2 separate regions of the Danio rerio genome follow, and region 1 is linked to region 2. A link is a contact called in public HiCAR-type data. All regions are on one chromosome and are shown on one strand. Each heading gives the region's core, a stretch centred on a gene start, on an enhancer-like site or on the middle of the called end of the contact. The rest is flanking DNA. Distances are from core to core; before and after follow the strand shown. Region 1 holds the start of hs6st1b (heparan sulfate 6-O-sulfotransferase 1b). Region 2 overlaps hs6st1b (heparan sulfate 6-O-sulfotransferase 1b).

Region 1 (3,202 bases), core at 419-2,918, 95 kb before region 2:
AGCCCTCATATCTTTCAGTGTCGCCCTCTATCAGCTCTGAGTGGATTCGCGGCACCAACTCTTAAATCTCCTCAATTACTACAGGGTTGATGTTTTGGTTCTCGTACAAAAGTTTAGTTCTCAGTGCGCTGGCATGAAGCCAAATAAATATTTTTGTTAACTTGCGAGTTCATTCATTCATTCATTTTCTTGTCGGGTTAGTCTCTACATTAATCTGGAGACGCTACAGCGGAATGAACTGCCAACTTATCCAGCAAATGTTTTTTACGCAGCGGATGTCCTTCCAGCTGCAACCCTTCACAGGAAAACATCTATACACACTCATTCACACACACACACACACTTGTACACGACGGACAATTTTTATCATACACAATTCACCTATCCCACGTCTTTGGTCTTGTGGGGGAAACCGGAGCACATAAAGGAAACCCATGCAAACTCCACACAGAAACGCCAACTGACCCAGCCGAGGCTCAAACCAGCGATCTTGCTGTGAGGTGAATGTGCTACCCACTGCGCCACCGCATCGCCTTGTAAGTTCACTATAAAACAAGTAATTATTTATTAGAACCTGGCTTGTGAAAAAAATAATAATAAGAAGAAGCTTGGTGGAAATGCATTATTTTCATTATTTATTGCATTTATTTATCAATCAAATCTGGAAATTTTAAATGTATATTAATCATATGTATAAAGGAAAAGACTAAGCCATTTAATACATGTTTACATTTATTTTTACTTCACATGCATTAAAAACAGACAAGCTTTATGGCAAATAAAAGTCAATGGCGGAAATTAGAATGTAATATGTAAAATATATGTAAAATAAAAAAAATGTAAAATGACAGGTATTCAGACACCGAGAACGTTAGAAGACAAAATACACGAAGACTCTATTGAAAATAACTGACACAACGAAGAGACAAATACAGGGTGATACATACAACCAAACATGAACTATTGCAACAGGAACTAAAACTCAAGTAACAATGATGAACTAAAAATAGCATAAACGTGATATACGTGACATACGTGATGTATCTATAATATAACTGTTGAATTGATTCCTTATACATCTAATTGTACATTCATAGTTGCTAAAAGCAGAAAAACACCACACAATCCAAAAATATATTTTAGTTTCTTTAAGTCTTTTTATTCACTCGAAATTGTTGGTGCTTTTTATGTGGACCATGAGACAACTCAAATTTCTGGCATCAAAAATAAACTAAAACCACAACCAGGAAACAAACAAAAAAATCACCGCAGGCGTGCACTACAAACAACGTATTCACAGCCCCTTCTTCACAGTTACTAGTGTGAGCTTGATGTGTGTGCGGGGGAAAGTGGGTGTCGCTGTGTATAATAATTATACGAGACAAGGGAGGTATTTTCTGACGGGTGGCTTCACACAGAAGACTCGACAACTCGAGCTCGGAGAACTGCAGCGCCTTCACCCGCAATAAGCGTCCCGTGAACAGATTCCAACTGGATTTTTGACAGGGGGAGCAGTCGAAATGTGGATATAATGAGTCCAAACACACACTATCTCAAAAGCCTGAACTCTTAAGTGGACCTAAGATGATTTGTCAACGGAGAGACGAGAAGGGTGCAAGGCACCGCAGAAGCACCGCGGACTGTTGTTGTCTGAGAAATGATAACAAATGAACGACACGGAAAGGAACATGGTTGAAAGGACCAGTAAATTTCTATTGATCGTGGTCGGATCGGTCTTCTTCATGCTGATTTTGTACCAGTACGTGGCGCCCGGGGTGATAAACTTCGGCTCCCCGCACGGGTACCTTCTCGGCGAAGAGGATATGACCATTTTCCCCACTCCGGATCCGCACTATGTGAAAAAGTACTACTTCCCTATTAAAGATCTCGAGCGCAAGATTGATTTCGAAATCAAGGGGGAAGACGTGATTGTGTTTCTTCACATCCAAAAAACCGGTGGGACCACCTTCGGGAGGCATCTGGTCCAAAATGTTCGCTTGGAGCTTCCCTGCGATTGTAGACCGGGCCAGAAAAAGTGTACTTGCTACCGTCCGAACCGAAAGGAAACCTGGCTGTTCTCTCGGTTCTCCACCGGCTGGAGCTGCGGCTTACACGCGGACTGGACCGAGCTTACCAACTGCGTCCCGGGAGTTCTCAACAAAAGAGAGAGCAAGTCGAAAAAAATGAGGTGAGTTTGTTTATTTGTTTGACCCTGCGAGTTTGCCTGGAAATCTAGAGGGTTTCAAAACAACGCCGCGAGGAGTTAAGGCGAGTGTGTCAAACTCTCACACACTGGGTTTGTTGTTGCATATATTGATAACATTAGAATTTTAAACTATTGTGTGTAAAAAATCGCCTCAGTAGCCTACGTTAAATCTCCAGTCTGTCTGAATTGGTTCTAGCGGAGAAACCGGTTAAAGTTAAATCTTTCATTATTACTTTTAATTACAAATCAAGCTCACACAACCTTTGAAAAGAATTTGAATCATTAAGGAATTTGTGCTATTGTAGGATTTAGCTGTTTTCCCCCATATGATATGTTGTTTCTTATCTATCTATCTATCTATCTATCTATCTATCTATCTATCTATCTATCTATCTATCTATCTATCTATCTATCTATCTATCTATCTATCTATCTATCCATCCTGCTTCGGGTTGGATGGGGGTCCCTTTCAGTTTCATAGCAGTTATGCAAGAAAAGTCAACTAAATTATTCCACAAATTTACATTTTGAGAATATGATATATAAGTAATTTTTTAAGTTTAGAAAAACAACACATTTTCACTTTATCAGACAAACATTAAGTGTTTACAAGTTATTATTTTTCCACAATTTAATTAGTAAAAAAAATAAACATTTGTACATTGTAAAATGACTGGGTTCAGTCAGGTTGGCTAATATTTATATTTTTAAACTATATACTTTTAGGCATTTATTTTAAATAGTTTCATCAGTTAACTGGACGAAAACATGCAAGACTGGTCTGCCGACTGATCTGTCAGTTGTCCTTAATGTTGTGGTCAGACCCATGGGTGTAGAATTGGCATGGACGGAGGGGACATGTCCCCACCAATATCCACCTATTACTGAAATGTCCCTACCAATAATTGAATCGACTTCAAAATAATATAATAATGTTCCGTCACCCCTTAGTAACCTACACATGCAAAAAGTCAAGTTCACTCCGAGTTCACTGTA
Region 2 (3,029 bases), core at 24-2,523:
GTGTTGTTTTTGAACCCAAATAAGGACTAAATATATGCTGTGTGTAGTTTTTCTGTTATTGGTTACATATCGGAGATTGTAAGGCTCTGTATGTGTTCATATATATTGCATTTATTTATTTATTTATTTTAAATAATCGCAGATGTTACAGTAGGCTATCATTGATCAGCAGTTATAATCAAATCATGTTCATAGAAAGGTTAGTAATGAACATATATATATACACAAGTATGTATGCATATAAAGCATATGTTTTGTGAGAATTAGCATTGGCACCCTTTTGGCAATAGGAACGCAAGCCTAATAAATGTGGCCCATACCGTGCTGTACCACTCAGTGGAAGCGGGCCTTTAGAAATGTGCTTCTAAGATGCCATTTCAAGTTTCATTGTTTTAAAGCATGAAAGACAGCCATCAAATCAAGGCCTAGTCTGTATTTTTACACAGCCTCATGATTAATCATGTTATTCAATCAGGCTATTCTGGGGTTATTTTGTTTTAAAAAAAAGATATTGTTTTACACATTTGTACTCTTGCTGACATTGAGGTTTTGTAGAACAAGAGGATTCAACAAATTCTTAAAACAACAGGCGCTAGATTCCAAAGCTTCCTGTTGACTTTGCCAAAGCAGCCTTGCACACACATTCTGAAATCTCTCCTCCCGAGCTGGCCTCAACTGGGCTTTAATTCAATTATGAAACACTTTTATAAAAGAGACGTGTGTTCAATAGCTTAATTTATGAGTCTGCACACTGCAACAGTCCAAAGTGGTGATATGACCCTCAGTTACTTTGTGAGGTGCCCCAAGTCTCAGTATTGGGTCCGTTCTCATTAATAATGTGGCTATTTCAGTGGGTGTTATTAGTATTGACCGGCCTTGCACAGAGCAGGCAGCCAGTTATTGGCTGGGATTTGGAACTGCCGTGTGTGCTGATGGGGCCCAGAGTTTAATCGCTGTGGAAACATGAGAGTTATTAAAACGGGAAGCCTTGGCACTGCAGAGGGATCTCGGGTGTCTCTCAGGCTCACTAATGATTATAAGCCTGCAGCTTTCTCACCCAGTAGTGAGAAAGGAACAATGAATGAACAAAAAGAGATTTGAAGATCCTGAAGTATCAATTTATTCTATTAGTGTATATGAGGAAGGGTAGAAAAACTTAACAAAAGTCAAAAAGTCACACTCTGATCTGATCAAAGTGCCTTCTTACTATTACAGGGAAGGTTTTGAAGTGCACACCACCATATCTGGTTTATAATGGGCTGATTAGTAAATGCACACTGCCACCATGTGGTCAGTAAGGCCACAGCATGTTCAGGGTGAGGGCATTTGAGAACAGTGTTGGCAGGATTTCTGTCTTTTGGCCAGAGGCAGCACCCGGTGATACCTTGGGAAGTGCCATATGGGTCGCCAGGAATGAATTTCTCAGATTTTGTATGTGATTTCAGGTTATTTTCAATATAATCAGCTCTTAGGCACTTTGGAGGAAATCTGTCTCTTTGGCACATTTAGTCACATGGGTGTTAGGAGGTAATGTAGGGTGAAGTGCAGCTGGAGCTTGTTGAATTGGTAACCGAGAGCTAAATCATACTGTCATCAGTTTGGTTGAGATTAATCTGTTGAAAACCACCTGCTGCTAGCTTGTTGGCAGCGCTTGGTCTTCCTCCCACTCCACAAATCCTGTGCTTGGTTCAAATGAAACTTGATTTTCCCTGTGGACTTGTGTCCCTGATGCATTCTTGAAGTGTTCTGGTAAAGATGCTTTTGTGTGTTTTTCATGATATGTCCCTATAGTGTGTGAGCATTGTGAAGTCTTCTCTTGAGGTGGTTTCATCACCATCTGTCTGCATTCACTTCAGAATAGCCTGTCTCGAAACAATTTTGAGCCATACCTGTTTTTTTGTTTTCTCAATTAGTTCAACTCTTTCACAACTGTTTTAGATCTATGGCATAAGACCAGTCATACCATGTCTTGCTAGCATATGTTATAAGATTTACATATTTAAATACTACTAGTGTTCCAAATATTTTGTGCATTTCTAATAAGTCCTCGTTCTTCATACATTAAGTTCCCTTGATCAAATCCAGACCAGGAATGTCCCTAGTTCCTTTTTTTCCATTTTGCATCCAGAATCATGTTTCAAGTTCCATCAATCAAAGGAAACTCTAAACATACAGGATGTGAAGTGGTGGGAAAGGATTAAGACATTGGTGCCCCATGGCAAGACTCTTGAGAAAAGGCATTTAATGAGTCATGGTTTACACCTGCTACAGCCCGTCTTTCAAAATGGTATTAATTGTAGGATACGCCAGTTGTACACCACTACACTGATTGCATTGTGTTGCTTATGGGTTCAATTTCCTAGGGATTCAACCTTTGTGGGTTGTTTCACAAGGGTACTTTCACACTAGCACTTTTGGTCAGCACCCGGGTTCGTCTGATGTCAAAGTACGGTACTTTTATTTAGAGCAGAGGAGTCCAAACTCGATCCTGGAGGGCCGGTGTCCTGGACAGTTTAGCTCCAATCCTAATTAAACGCACCTGAACCAGCTAATCAAGCTCTTACTAGGTATAATTGAAACTTCCTGGCAGGTGTGTTAAAGCAAGTTGGAGCTAAACTCAGCAGGACACCGACCCTTGTGGACCGAGTTTGGACACCTCTGATCTAGTGTGAAACAGTGTCTTCTGAACTCAAATGTGCACCTGTGAACCGTACCCGAGTCCACCTAAAATCGGTGGTATGGTTCTTGCGAACTCTAGTATGGTTCACTTCTGATGTGAATGCAATCATAAAAATTAACGGAAGTGAACCGCTAACTGTACAAAAATGTTTAGTTTTTATTACATTCATTCATGTGTGTGTGTGTGTCTGTGTATCACCTACCTTGGTGACAAGCGGGACTGATCCAGTGCAAACAGTGATAATGTCTGCTTGTCTCCACCAAAAATGACTTCTGCAGACATTGCGTGATGTTCTGAACGTTTTTAATATTTTTTTGTGGCAGATAGATGCAAGTGGCTCTCTGTATTT

What was found. HiCAR-type assays count read pairs that join an accessible place to other places.
Region 1: a contact with region 2 is called in a HiCAR-type map of caudal fin, with 5 times the contacts expected there. The contact joins the promoter of hs6st1b here to the enhancer-like site in region 2. A contact is called at or near these places in 4 of 18 Hi-C or Micro-C datasets (caudal fin and embryo) and 2 of 4 datasets of contacts at active chromatin or transcription factors (caudal fin and embryo).

Annotation. Positions count from the first base shown.
Region 1 is chr24:32,006,133-32,009,334 of GRCz12tu, reverse strand. It overlaps hs6st1b (heparan sulfate 6-O-sulfotransferase 1b), which reads left to right and starts at 1,668. Exons shown (of 2, transcript NM_001080203.1): 1 at 1,668-2,188. The coding sequence starts at 1,668.
Region 2 is chr24:31,910,950-31,913,978 of GRCz12tu, reverse strand. All of the region lies in intron 1 of hs6st1b (heparan sulfate 6-O-sulfotransferase 1b), which reads left to right. Among named protein-coding and RNA genes, the nearest start is that of hs6st1b, 95 kb to the left of the region's middle. Within about 2 kb of position 1,273, at least 6 of the 62 cell types and tissues checked have an H3K27ac peak or open chromatin away from gene starts, as enhancers often do.